Regions from separate parts of the Gasterosteus aculeatus genome. Here region 2 is linked to region 1. Evidence: chromatin contacts called from public Hi-C data. All regions are on one chromosome and are shown on one strand. The core of a region is the stretch at or near the end of the contact, and the rest is flanking DNA. Distances in the headings are between cores, read along the strand shown. Region 1 holds the start of skia (v-ski avian sarcoma viral oncogene homolog a). Region 2 has its middle 27 kb from the start of LOC144387575.

Region 1 (7,063 bases), core at 1,915-4,414:
ATTTCCTCTCACATGAGAACCGTTTAAACCTTTACTGCTGGTTTGGCGCCGCGTGAGAAGGAAGCTCCTCGAAGAGCATCTGCAGGCAGGGAAGTGTGACGACATCACTTCCTGTGTCTGTCTGCATGCGAGACGGCTTCTGAAACCCCCCCATTAACATTCACAGAGCCGCCTGGTTACTGCTGGTGCCACTCACACCCTCCAGGAACCTTCCCCAAGAACCCCCCCCAAGAACCCCCCCCAAGAACCCCCGCCACGGTCCTGCTCCAATGTGCTGACACGGCGGTGGCGCCCCCCCCCCCCCAGCATGTGTTCCCTCATTAGCGTCCCTTAAAACAAGGTGTTTGCAGGTGTCAGAATAAAAAGCTGGTCGAGTCTTAACGCTCGGTGCCCCGTCGGCTCTTACAGCAGCAGAGGAGGCCCCTGGGGGGGGACGGGGGGGACGGGGGGGGGCTTGGGGTGTGCCCACTTGAGTGTGAATGGACGCGTGTGGCGGGTGGTGTTCACCCTGCAGGGCGCGACTCGGACCCTTCAGCCACCCCTCTTTCTTTGGCAGACTCCCGTGGGGGGCTGGGGGGCCGCCCAGGGGTCCGCTCTGGTTTCAGTGGGGCTGGAGCAGAGTAGGCGAGGGGGGGGGGATGGGTGGGTGCTGGCCTGGGGAAGGTGGATGTCTGCTGAAAGCCTCCTTTGTTGTGATCATATTATGTTTCCACCACAATACTTCTAACTCTGCTCCATCAGCTCCATTCATGTGTAACAGCTCATGCAAATGGCTGCACGGGCCTTTTTCTAGAGGAGGGTGTGGGGGTCCGAGGGGGGGTCCTTTCATCAGTCTACCACCCAACTACTGGTCCGCACACACCAGCGCAGACGCTGACCCCCTCACAGAGCTTCACTGTGTCACGTGTCTGATGACAAACCACAGGAAGCATCACATCATTCCAACGTTTGCCCCCCATGGGACCACGCACCGGAATGTAAGGATCAAGCAGAAGTGTGTGTGTGTGTGTGTGTGTGTGTAGAATAGAACAGTTGCGCAGCGGTTGCTGGTAAATGAGGTGATGTTTGCAGTGGAGCCCAGAGGTTCATCACAAGCGGCTTCATGGCCGCCGGAGGGCTTCTGTCGTCATTGAGGCCAAATAGTAACCGCGCGTCTGCTGATGACCCCAAACTGACCATACAGGTGCTTTTGCACACAAGAGCCCCAATGCCTTAATTTGACCCCTCCAGCACTCTTTTGGAGGAGCTCTGCCCCAAATCCAGCGTGTCCCACGGAGGGGGGGGGAGACACGCAGGGGACAGCGCTGCAGAGAAGAAGCGACAGTGGCAACAAGCCCGTGAATAACCGACTCACCCGGGACGACGACGCTCTCCTCTTGTACTTGTTGGCGAAGTCGAACTTCTCCTTGATGTCGTCCAGGAGCTGCTGCAGGCGGGCCGCCTCCCCCTCCTCTTTGAGCGAGTAATCCTGGCCCAGGAGGATGTACGCCCTCCAGTTGGCCGAGTCGAAGCCCCAGTGGCAAGTCCGGTTCTCCTGAGCCTTGTGGCTGTGCACCACGAACTTGTGGGTCGGGTACATGAGTCTGCAGTCCATGCACTGGATGCACGCTGCGCCGGGGCTGCTGTACAGCTCCGGCACGAACAAGCCCCGGCACTTGCCGAAACACTCGTGGTAGACCCTGAAGCTCCTCTCGGTGAGCTCCAGCTCCAGCGAGCCGCCGCCCGGCTCCCTCTTGCAGCGCGGCGGGAAGGCGCCTCCGTAGACCAGGGCGTTGCACAGCCGCTCCGCGTCGGTCTTGGTGATGAGGCCGCAGGACGGCGCCGAGAAGGGCAGCACGCCCATGACTTTGAGGATGTCCAGCTGGTCCGCCGTGCAGCGCGAGCAGTAGATGTGCAGGTCGTCGCACACCGAGTTGATCTGCTGCAGCGAGAAGTCCCGCAGCACCGTGTTGAGGATCTGCGGCAGGCACAGCCGCTTCTCCCCGCCGACCACGAAGCACGAGACGGTCTCGCCCTCCAGCACCGTCTCGCACCTCTCCGTGGAGCGGTCGGACGGGATGAAGAGCGGGCCCGGCATGGCCGGCGGCGGCGGCGGCAGACGCCGCGGGACCGGCTCGGGCTCCTCGCCCTCCTTCTTGAAGAGCAGCTCGTGCTGCCAGCGGGCGGAGAAGGCCGCCGGGCCGCCCAGCGAGCTCATGGAGCTGAGGTGGAACTGCTTCAGAGTCCGCTGCAGTCCCGGGTGCGGCTGGAAGCTCTGGCCGCTGACGGGCTCCATGTTGCTCCCGCGACTTCAGAAGCGCGAATCCGACGGTCGCGAGTGTGCGTGCGCGCGCGAGCCCGGCGAATCCACGGGGTGCGAGAGGCGAGCCGAGCGGCGGGGCGCCTCATCAAACATCCGGTAAAAAGTCCCACGGGCTCGCACTTCTGTCCCGGCCGCGACTACAGGCTGAGCGCCGGCCCGTCGCTGCCGGCCGCGGGCCGCCGACTGTCCATGCCCGAAGAAACGCCTCGGAAAGTCCGCGCAGGTTCCGCCCGTCGAGCTGCGGACAAAACGACCCTCGTTTCAGGCTCCTTCCGCTGCGATCCGCTGCGTCTGCCCCCGCGGTTCACTGTGACTGCGGGGAGAGACGTCTGAGAGCCAGCCTCCCTCCTCCCTCCCCCCTCTCTCTCTCTCTCCCTCCCCCGCTATGTATCTCCCTCCCTCCCCCTGCGTGTGTGTGTCTGGCTCAGTCATTGAATCCCAGCCAGGAATGCGAGTGACTCCGCAGGCAGGCCGGCTCTTCCAGGAACTAGCCGCCCCCCGCCGCTGCCCTGTGGAGAGAAGACAACGAATGCCGCGTTCACGTGATGTGGGAAAACGTGCCGCGCGCCTACTTTCCCACAGAAACAACTCCGTTAGTGAGCGCGCGTGTTTGTTATTTACTTCATGACATGTTGGGGACTTTCTTTTACCCCGGAATACTCTATTTATTTAGTTATAAGTCATTTAGTTTACTCCCGACAGCCTAGTGTGGTTCTGTAGTATTCCCAAAGAGGTCTGAATGGAGTGAGTTAATTGTTGTAGCCCAGAGATTCCCAAAGTGTGGGCCGCGGCCCCCTGGTGGGCCGCGAAGGTACTGCAGGTGGGCCGCGAGAGGTCATTTACAATAAATAAATGTTTTTTCATTTTCAATTTTTTAAAGTTTGAACTTAATATAAAAATATTTATGATGCGGCACATTAGTTATGTGAAACATTAGTTAATGAAGCACAAACAATTTAAACGGACAGATTAATAAACAAACTAACAAACAAACAAAAATTAACAAACGCGGCGCCCTCTAGTAGTATTAAAGTAAATATACCGCATTTTCCGCACTCCAAGGCGCACTTAAAAGGCTTTAATTTCCTCAAAAAACGACAGCGCCTTATAATCCGGAGCGCCTTATATACACATGGATCAATTGGTTACTCGGTTGATCCGTACTGGTCGTACACGCCGCTCAAGGCGCTCTGACAAACACGCCAAAGCTCGTCTACGACGGCGAGATGCTGAGCGGCGCTCAAGCGCGTGAGATATGGAGCTTATTTAATCATTATGTTTTGATCAGAGTTGTGATTAAAGGTTTGATTGGCTGCGAAATATTTTCAGATTTCAAAGTGGGCCGCGGCGTTCTCGTGTTTGGGAAGCGCTGGTGTAGCCTGTGAGCCTACGAATAAGATTGCTTTCTGAAATGTACTCATCCGGCTAATATTTGGCTAAAAGCTCCGGTTGTTGTCTTTGTAATCAGCGTGCAGTTTATGATTGCTGTCATAATCCGTTCATTCATCAACTCAAACATAATGCAATCTGCTGACGATCCGATTTACTATTTTTCTCAGGACCCTGAATGTAGCAAAAGAAAAGCGTGTTTATGTGAATCATTTGGTTCGAGGCTGGAGAGACAGTTACATCACATCACGTGTCATTTATCTGACGCTTTTATCCAAAGAAGTGCATTTCAACCATAAGGACTCAAACTCAGAAGAACAAGAAACAAGAAAGTGCGATTTCTTTAAATATGCCAATTTACACTTTGCTGTAGATAAGAGCCGTTATAAGTACAATGTAAGCAGTCTTTTAGTCTGGAGACGTGTGTCTATAGTTTGCGGCAGAAGAAGAAGACTCTGCGTTCCTGATCCGCTCACCATGGATCAGATGTCAATCAACAAGAAATGGTCTTTGATGGTTGGGTTTTTGATCAAGGCTACGTGATTTAGTTTCAGGGCCCAGGAAAAAAAACCTGGAGTGATTAATAATAATTAATATTATTCTTACTCCTCAGGAGGTCCTGCCTGAAGTCCTCACTCAATAAGCAGTTCTGTGTTCCTTTGGCATCCTCTAGCCTAACATGGCTGAAACTGCAGCCGGGGGGAGATGGAGGTAAGATCCTCCGGGGGAGGCCAGCAGGCAGAGGGGCGATCAGCGGAAGAGAACCCGAGAACATTCTGGGGGCTCCTGTTAGAAAGGGATCCATGAGAAAACTGAGGTGGAAAGTTTTCCCAGGCGAGCCTGTACGCTGACAATGGCCAGAGAAGAGAAGGGAGCCGTCAGGTATGATTCATCGCGACGCTTTCATGTTGCGTGATGCCACGTGTGAGGCGTGTAGGACGGGGAGTTCTGAGTGTGCTTAATGAACATGGAATGTTGTTCCTCATAATGCTCTGTTCAACATTCCTCACAACGTTATAACATGACCAGTTATGCACAATGTGTCTACGGAGGGATTACATTCGTACAGGTAATGTCGTATCTTATAATAATAGGTTTTTTGGGCACTTTTCTGGGTAGCCAAAGACGCTTTAGGACGTATATAAGGGGTCACCGTGGCGCAGGGGTAGAGGGGACATGTCCCATGTCAAAGTGTCTCTGAGCAAGACACCTAACTCCTCCTAAGCCTTGGGTTAAAAATGCAATGTACGTCGCTTCGGATAAAAGCGTCAGCTACATGACCTGTAATGTAATGTAAGTATACTAAAAAACAGAAATGTAACTGGAGAATGCGTCATGTAGGGGTTAGGAAAGGGGCTTTGTTCTGGGGTCTTGTTTGAGGCGCAGTGGGAGCCTGGCAGATTTGGATGGGGAGGGCGTTTCAAGTGGATTCCTTCAGACCTTGATACTGGAAGGGTTACAGATTTTGATGCGTTGGACGGAGCCCCTTGGGCTGCGTGTTCAGGCCTCTCCTTGACGCCTTGACTCCACACACATGAAACACCTTCCCCAAGTGTGTTGACAACACGGCCTGATTCAGGCGCGCTGAGGCAGGCGAGGAGGGAGGACATCAGCGCCCTGGTATCTTGTTGGCAGGAGACCATAAGCAGCTGATTCTGGACTACAGGAAGTGACAGGGAGACGGTCTCGCCCCCACCTCCATCAACGACAGCTGACAGCTTCAGGTTCCTTTGGGATCATTGGAGTCCTGGTGGTCTCACAGTAGCACATGGTGACCACTCGGGATACATGGTACCCGGTCCTGAGGGGTCCGGGTACCATGTATCCTGAGTGGTCACATGGCACAGGGGCCCCCAGTTTTGAATGCTTGTTTTCTCTGAGCTAGACAGGCCTTGTTTTCAATGATGCTGATTGTGTAGGCTACTTGTAATTTGCTGTCCTTCCCGTTTCTTATTACATTATCTGCTGAGCAGGAAGGGCTTGACTCACAGTCGCAGTTTGCCAAAGAAATCAAGGCACATTGGCTTCTGTTCACAATACGTGTTCGGCAAAGAGAGAGAACGCCGTAAAAGAAGAAGACGAAGGAGACGAGAAACAGAAATATGTTTTCCACTGCGCATGTCTGCAGGAGACGTAGTTTACCGTCTGCCAGCGAATCCCCAACAAGGGGACACAAGTACATGTATAGACAATGGAAAAGGTGCACTAACTATGCTGTTGGTGTAACTTTGTTAGACCAACAGGAGGACTGGGTGTGGTGATTGGGTGTGGTGATTGGGTGTGGTGATTGGGTGTGGTGATTGGGTTAGAGTTGGTGCGGTTGGCAGCGTCCACGCCTCTGATCACAGGACATCTTCAGGTGCGTTCAAGGTGGCTGGGTATTTGAAAGAGTTTTCCATAGATAAAGTGGTGCAATGAGGTATTACACTCAATGCTGTGAATGTCTCTCACTCAATATCAGTTGTGGTGCTATCAAGTATTACGTACATGCATTTTGGTTGATTACATTGAATGCAAACGTAGCTGTACATTGGTATTCTTCTATTGATTACAGTGATTTTTACAATATTCTCAATACTTTATGGATTACATGGTTACAGAATTATGGCTGTATTCTGGTGTACACTAAATCCATTTTAATTAATAGTTAATTTATCATTGGTCGTTAGTTTATTTCTAATATCCCACAATAGCAACGCCGCACAGCTCCAGTGCTGCTGCAGAGTGCCGTTTATTTCATGCACAAATGAACCAGGCAAACCGGTTTTCTTAATGTAACTAACCTTAGGTTAGCCTTAGGCTAACCTTAGGTTAGCTAACACAAACAAACCAATACATAGGTTAGCTAACATGTTAGCTAGGTCAGCCAACATGTAGCGGCAGAGTGCTTTGCCCTCGGTAGTGTTGGTGGCTTTGAACCTGGAGGCTTTAGCCTGCTAGCTTAGCTTCAGGTACCCCTGAGGTGCACGAGATACGTAAGGAAGGAGACATTAAGCAACAAGCCGTTCTTTTGGTTACGAGTGAGACTCCTCAACCTACATGTTTCCTTCATTGATGAAATGTTAAATATACATTTTGCCAAATGTTCTCGTTTCTTTTGAAAGATCCAAAAAGAAGATTTTCATAAATTGTACATTTACATGAAACCTGTCACCTTTCTGAGTTCTTCAGATTTAAGTTACAGAGTGGACCTGGTGCAGACCTTCCTGCCATCTTCTGATGCTCATTGCAGCTTCTCAAGCTGTACAGATCACACAGCGGAACCCTTGGGAAGGACACGAGGATCCTTCTAGACACCTGATGACCAGGTAATCAACCAGTGCTTTGGGAATGTGGTACATCAAGGGTTCTGAATTAGATTTCAACTGGGAC
Region 2 (7,063 bases), core at 1,851-4,350, 93 kb before region 1:
ATCTTTACTTTGTTTTTTATAAAAATTCATGCACAGCTACATTTTTTCAACTCAGAAATCAACAATCTTAATGTATCCATTACATAGGGCTGGGCGGTATGGCTAAAAAATATACCACATTGTTTATCACAGTATTTCTTGTCGAGTAACACATTTATTCATTGACGCCAAAAAGGACCGCCGTTCACTGCTCGCTGGACAGCTCGTTTGCAAATGTCTGTCATAGCCTTTGTGCATGCTAGTGTTGCCACTACAGGCAAACCCAGCAGCTCAACCAACTTTACATCGGACAATTAGCTCGCCGATAAGGTGTAAAAATAGACCCACTATTAAGTATTCATTGTGACACCTATAAACTTGGTCCTTTATAAAAACAACTGTCAATAAAAAGGCACTGATAAATAACAAATGGGTATTATAACGACAATCGAGCAAATGAGATGTGACAACCAAACCATCATAATAACTAACGTGTAAATAATAAATGCATAAGGCAATGTGCAAATGGAGGTCGGTCACACAGAGATGAAGTACAAATGTGTCGCTAGCTCTCCATATACGCAGAGCCAATACTGCCCATTAGGTGGCCTCAGGAGTCAGAGTTTTAACAGAAGTTAGGCTGCATTAAAGTGTTGAGAGTTGTAGGTCTGTGGGGATGAAATATTTTCTTTTCGTTCTTTTGAGCAGCTCTGTGACCGTAGCCTACAAATGACATCTCCCTGTGGCTCACCAATCTGCTGTGTAGATCATTGGCGGACCTCGGCTACCTGGGGGAAGGGTTGGATAGGACACATTAGAGGCCACTTGATAACATTTGTTTCAGCAGAAGCCCACCTTAAAGTGGTCCAGTCAGTCAGGTTTTCTCCACTGGATGAACACCTTAGAGGGCACGTAATTAAAAAAAAATCTCTCGTAGAGTAATTTATCTTTAATCTATCAAAGTAATACTTTCCATGAGTACCATCCACACTGGGCTTTCACTTTGATGTGTTTTAGCCTTGTATCACCATGTTTTACAGGGCTTGATACTTTGTTATGGAGGGTTTTTTTCAGGCAATGGGTTGAACACTGTCCAGATAGACAAAGTACTTTCAGAGTTATTTAATCATGGTATATCATTTTTGGAGAGGAGGCAAAAGGCGTTTCATTGCAAAACGGAACTACTGCTTGCAGGCTGCCCGATCTGAAATCAGTTGCCTTCTTTGTCCTGATACGCCTCTCACACAAATTGGTTCCTTCTGTGCACATGTATCCGGCCACAGGACACAAATAACTAGATGCAGCTCCCTGTAATGACATATACTGGACAAAAAGGGCTAGAATTATGGAGGGAGGAATAAAATCACTACTTTCATCTGGCCTGCTGGGGCTGTCATGCTCCTAAAGAGCCACTGGTTTGAAAATTTGGAAACGTCGCCGTGCCTGTATGAAAAGCACATAGACATTAGACATGTGGTCGCCGCAAGAATTCACAGGGGGTCCCTTTTCAAAGGCTTCATTCTGGATTGTTTTCAATCTCGAGGGATTGCACCATTCCATGTCGCTAATGTTGGGGGACTCAAGGTCAGTCAATGAAAGGGAATGTTAAGTGAAACGCTGAACCTAGACCTGCTCCTCGAACCATCTGTGCTTCCTGTTATGTGTTATGTGCTGCTCTTTGCACAGCAGGACAACGCTTTCAGCCACAAAATGAGGGGATTGTGTCCTTGCACTCAATCAGTAATGAGGTGGAACTCATGTTAAATTACACACATGAGTGGAGAAATTGTATTTTGTTACTACGCACCCTGTAGCAGCAGTTTTGCTCATTTGAGTTTCTTTTATGAGTACACATTTTCAACGTAAACTTCTGTTCTTAATAGGAAAACCCTCTGTAGTTTCACATGGATCAGGTGATAAAGAGACCCTTCATTACAAGACTTTAGGGGCTGTTACCGAGATGCTCTGGGAATTTAATGGTTATTCAAGTGTTCTTTGGGTGTAGATGTTGAAGGCCAGGCCTGTCAACACAAAGACATAATTAGTCTGGCTGTCTTTATTTATTTATTTATATGTGACTGGGCATGTGTGGGTGAGCGGGGGGCAGGTCGTCCTCCAATCAGAGGGTTGTGGGTTCGATCCCAGGCTCTGCTAACCCGCATGTCGATGTGTCCTTAGGCAAGACACTTAACCCAACATGCTCCTGTAGCTGTGACTACAGTGTGTGGATGTTAGTGACTGATGGGCAGGTGTCACTGTGTGTGGTTCTCCTGTCATCAGGGTGTGAATGATGTCATGTAGTGTTAAAGCGCTTTGAGTGGTCAGAAGACTAGAAAAGCGCTATACAAGTACAGTCCATTTACCATTACATTACTAGTCCCAACTTCAACTTAAAAAAACCTTCCATTCAATGTTGATTGTATCCGGTTCACTTTGATGAGTCAAACACTTGGTTTAATGCAAATGTCTAATCAAAATGAAGTCATGTATTAGGCTTCATCACTATACTGTGTTTTGTAACAGTATTTGTTTAGAGCTTTTCGCCAATGATTTGTATAAGAAGCAATAACTTTCTTATTTTAAAGTTGAAACTCGTTTGGAGGGGCGGCACGGTGGCGTGGTGGTTAGCACTGTCGCCTCACAGCAAGAAGGTCCTGGGTTCGATTCCGCCCAGTGGCCTTTCTGTGTGGAGTCTGCATGTTCTCCCTGTGTCTGCGTGGGTTCTCTCCGGGTTCTCCGGCTTCCTCCCACAGTCCAAAGACATGCTCTGGGGATCAGGTTGATTGGGGACTTTAAATTGCCCGTAGATGTGTGAATGTGAGTGTGAATGGCTGTGTGTCTCTGTGTGGCCCTGCGATTGGCTGGCGACCAATCCAGGGTGTACCCTGTCTATCGCCCAAAGTTGGCTGGGATGGACTCCAGCCCCCCCGCGACCCTGTGTGCAGGATAAGCGGTTTGACAATGGATGGATGGATGGAACTCGTTTGGATACATGAAAGGTACAGTACAGAACAAAAAGAGAGCGCCCTCCCAGTCCTCCCAGTGCAGTGTTAGATGATAAGGTTAATGAGAAAGGCAGGGGAGTCCGGCCCCTGCAATGCTCCATCCTCTCCACCCGGGGCTCTGTATCTCCAGAGACCACATCAAGCTATTCATTTTGAGCTGGTTCAGTCTGCACCCTGGTGACCCTACACATGTCTTGACACAATCTGTGTCGCAGCCAGAATCGATGCATCTCTGCTTTTGATGTTCCACCGGGAAAAATGTGAGAAGTCAGCTGAGCTTTGTTGTTGTTGTCATGGTCCAGATGGGGGGTGCCATTAATAAGGAGAGGTGGGGGGACTGCACCTTCAGTTAGCAGGTTTAAGGGAACAATAAGGAGACGGTAATGATGCGATGAGTGTGTGTGTCTTTGTGGGGGAGAGGGAGGCTTGTGGCTGTAAGGTGGTCCCAGTGGAACTGATTATCCCCATTCTAACTCATGAGGGGGGCAGGAAGGAGGGATGGAGGTGGTGGTGGGATGCTGTGGCTGCAAACAGCAGGCTAATTAATAACACATTGGCTTGTGGGAATATTCTGCCTAAATACCAGTTAGGTCCCTGTGAGGCGACACACTTATCAGCTCCCGTGCAGCAGACACAGGCACACATTCCCTAAATCACCCATGATGACATTACACACACCCAGTTCCGGTTGATGTAATTATCTGTGGTGCATAAGATCATAAGATCCACTTTCTTCCAAAAATATTCTGACTTTGACAGTGTGGCTGATACCGGCCGGAGACGTCGCGATTCAGCCGTCTTACAAACGCCCCCTCTCTTGCATCCTCCCTTACTATACTCTATATATATATATATATGATATATATATATATATATATATAGAGATAGATATATACTCATGATATATATATATATATATATATATATATATATATATATATATATATATATCATGAGTTAGAATGAGGATAATCAGTTCCACTGGGACAACCTTACAGCCACAAGTATAGTAAGGGAGGATGCAAGAGGGGGGGGCGTTTGCAAAATGGCCGTCTGAGATGGCTGAATACCTCAAAAATCCTGTGTCATCTGCCTATTAGGCAGGTAGAGACCGAGTGAGTGCTTGCGTGTATGCCTGAGTGTGTGTGTGGTTGTCATGGTGACCCTGCACCTGGCATCGTCTACATGCTAATCAAAGGACTTGGAGAGGAAACAGTGATTCTTCATGGAAGCACAAGTGCCCCTAGACGGATATCGTGAGAGCCGAGACTCTGCAGGAGTTTCAAAGACTGGTGCGGGCCGCGTTCTTTAGGAAATTTGTTGTCAAAATAACATGGACCTCATTAGAGTAGTTGCATGAAGAGTGAAAATGGTGGAAATGCTGACAAAATAAAAATATTTTCTTAACCATATTCTGGATCTCGTCTTAGATTTCTGTGCTCACTCAGTAAAGAGTTATATACTTATCAAAAACAAAAACATTTAAAAATTCAAATGGTTGCTCTAGCTGAATCTTGGAGGAAGGAAATGGTGTATAAATATTGCTTAATATTGCTTGAAAAAGAGGATGAAACAGAGTCACAGCACCTCTCTCCTCAACAAGTTTAAAACCATAAGGATTATGGACACTAGGCCGTTAGGTGTGTTACAGTGCAGCCGCAATCAAGCATTCCTATAGCTGCAAACCAGCTCTCTGCCACAACAAACGGAAATGTAGACTATAGACAATATACTAGTTGCTACAGCTATTTTGTCCCTTAGGGTTGCAAAAGTTTGGCCTTTTTTTTTTATACTTCACCATAGACAAGGCATTGCACATTTCAACAACAAGGCAATTCAAAGTGCTTGATGTGATGGGTGGAGCTCCCCCTCCCTCTACCTGTTTGGCCACACCACCATAATTAGTGATTCCCAACAGGTAAGGCCAGATCGAGTCCTGGTTCCCCTTAAATGGAGGCTTTGCCCCTGGTTTTCCCAGCTCCACACTGGTCTCACGACTACATCTAGTCAAGGTGCAGGACTGAGCGCTAAAGGGGGAGTTACAGAGCTCCCATCCCATCTGTGCAGCTCTCCCCATGTGTGGCTGTATAATGTGCAATTCCCAGGTATGTCTGTGTTTTGTTTAAATCTGCTCCTTAGCGGCGCTTTGATGTTCAGAGTTATTTTACATATTGTGTATGACATGTGCCTTTTTGTAACAGTTATGGGGAAGTGATGTTGTCTTCTAGTGCTGTAGCTGAGCTCTAACCACTGCTGTTTTTTCCCCTTTGCAAATATATTTTATATTTATGGTTGCCTTGTTTTATTTAGTATTTTGATTATGAATTGTTTGTTTGTTTTTCTCCGCAGTCAAGTTAGTGTTTTAGTTTCGTTTTTTTTCTTTTCCTTTGTAAACCAACTGGAGTGGGTCCTACTCCGGGGTCCTCTCAATGCCAGTACAGGTGGGCTGGTCTATAGGTTGTGGCTCTCTAAGCGGAGGGCTTCCTCATTCTTAGTTTATTTTGCATGTTATTGTTAACATGTTTGTAGGGCGAGTTAGGCACGTGATTGGGAGTAAAAGGATATTGAGTATATTTGGCAGGGGCTAAAAAGAAACCAATAGGTAATTGGTTGTGCTTTGTGTATATTTTGTTAAGTAAAGTGTCATTAGTTAATAGTATTTGTTCCAGTTAGTTTTGGAGCCGTTGTGCGGCTTTGTACATGTTAACCATTAACGACAAAAACGGTTGACAAATTCCCTTGCCGTTAGAGGACTTTCCTACCTAGTGAAGATAATTCATGGTAACTGCTTATGGGGGAAGAGGATTCAGATATCAGTGTAGGAAAACCTCATGCTGTGAGTGGATTCTGGAGAGGATGTTGCTGCTTAATCGTTGTATGGAATTATGTATGAGCGCTGTTATGTGGGTTGTGGAGCTATAATGCAGGTCAGCTGCTTTGCCTGCTGGCGTTTTGAGAATTGTTCCAGGAGCCATGTCAATTTTGTTCAGATGAGACATTTGTAATATGCAAAACTTGTATAGTATATTATAGTGTTTATTGCCAGATCAAACCTTTTCACTTCACCACCCACAGTAATGCCTACAACAAGCTGTCCTGTGGTATCAGACGTCCCGTGTCTGTGGGCATACTTTTTTATGGGTGGCCCACATGTCTAAAGGGCCTCCGCTCCTCTGATGAGCACACTAATGACTGTTTAATGCTGACGTCATTCATATCCTCCTCCACCACTCACAGAGCCCGCTGTGGCTCAGCGCAGTGGACGAGAGTTAATGTGAGCGGGGGAGTGTCTTCAGCAGCAAATGCAGGTCCGATAGCAGCGCTGAATGAGAGACTGGCCTGAAGGCACAGATCGGTCTCTCTGCTGGGATGGAACCAGGGGAGCTTGATAACAGTGAAGGCGACATACCTGTGGCGGAGGTGGGGAGTGAGTTATGGGCATACTCCACCCAAGGGTGCTGGGCAGACCAGGAGGAGGGGTTGGAAGAGACCAAACATTGCAGTGTAGTTTCTCGTTTGCCCTTTCTGCAAGGGCCATTAGTCTGAGGGTGAAACGGTGGCGCCCACGGCCATGCAGAACACCCTCCACACCTCTACTATGGTGGGTACAATCCTTGTTCTGGCCACAGACGGGACAAGAGGAGACATAGGACTTGGTGGGCACATGTCACCACATCCTTGGCAAATACTCGAGACGGGGCGTCTGGCTTACCATTGGGGCCTGTAGGGGAGAACCGGACTCGACCAAAAAAACGGGCCCGCTTGGCGGGAGTTGGGACCTTTGGCCGATCGTACATACTTTTCGTCTGTCCAGACCACAAATGGTTGCTCTGCCCCCTCCAGCCAACGATGCCACTCCGCCAAGGCGATGTTGACGGCCAGAAGCTCACAATATCCAACGTCCTCTGCTGGAGACAAACCGTGAGACAGAAATGCATAGGGGTGGAGCTTACCATCCTCTGCGGAACGTTGGGACAGCACCGCCCTGTGGCAACTGAGGTGGGTGAGTGGGGAGCACGGTCGTCCTCCAAGCAGAGGGTTGTCTGTTCGATCCCAGGCCCGGCTAACCCACATATCTA

What was found. A called contact is a pair of places that touch in the nucleus more often than the background predicts.
Region 2: a contact with region 1 is called in a Hi-C map of liver, with 3 times the contacts expected there. The contact joins the enhancer-like site here to the promoter of skia in region 1. A contact is called at or near these places in 4 of 6 Hi-C or Micro-C datasets (liver, skeletal muscle and whole body).

The regions. Positions count from the first base shown.
Region 1 is chr2:24,640,384-24,647,446 of fGasAcu3.hap1.1, reverse strand. It overlaps skia (v-ski avian sarcoma viral oncogene homolog a), which reads right to left and starts at 3,164. Exons shown (of 7, transcript XM_040192727.2): 1 at 1,355-3,164. The coding sequence starts at 2,275.
Region 2 is chr2:24,733,553-24,740,615 of fGasAcu3.hap1.1, reverse strand. No RefSeq gene overlaps it. Among protein-coding and RNA genes, the nearest start is that of LOC144387575, 27 kb to the right of the region's middle. Within about 2 kb of position 3,100, at least 2 of the 9 cell types and tissues checked have open chromatin away from gene starts, as enhancers often do.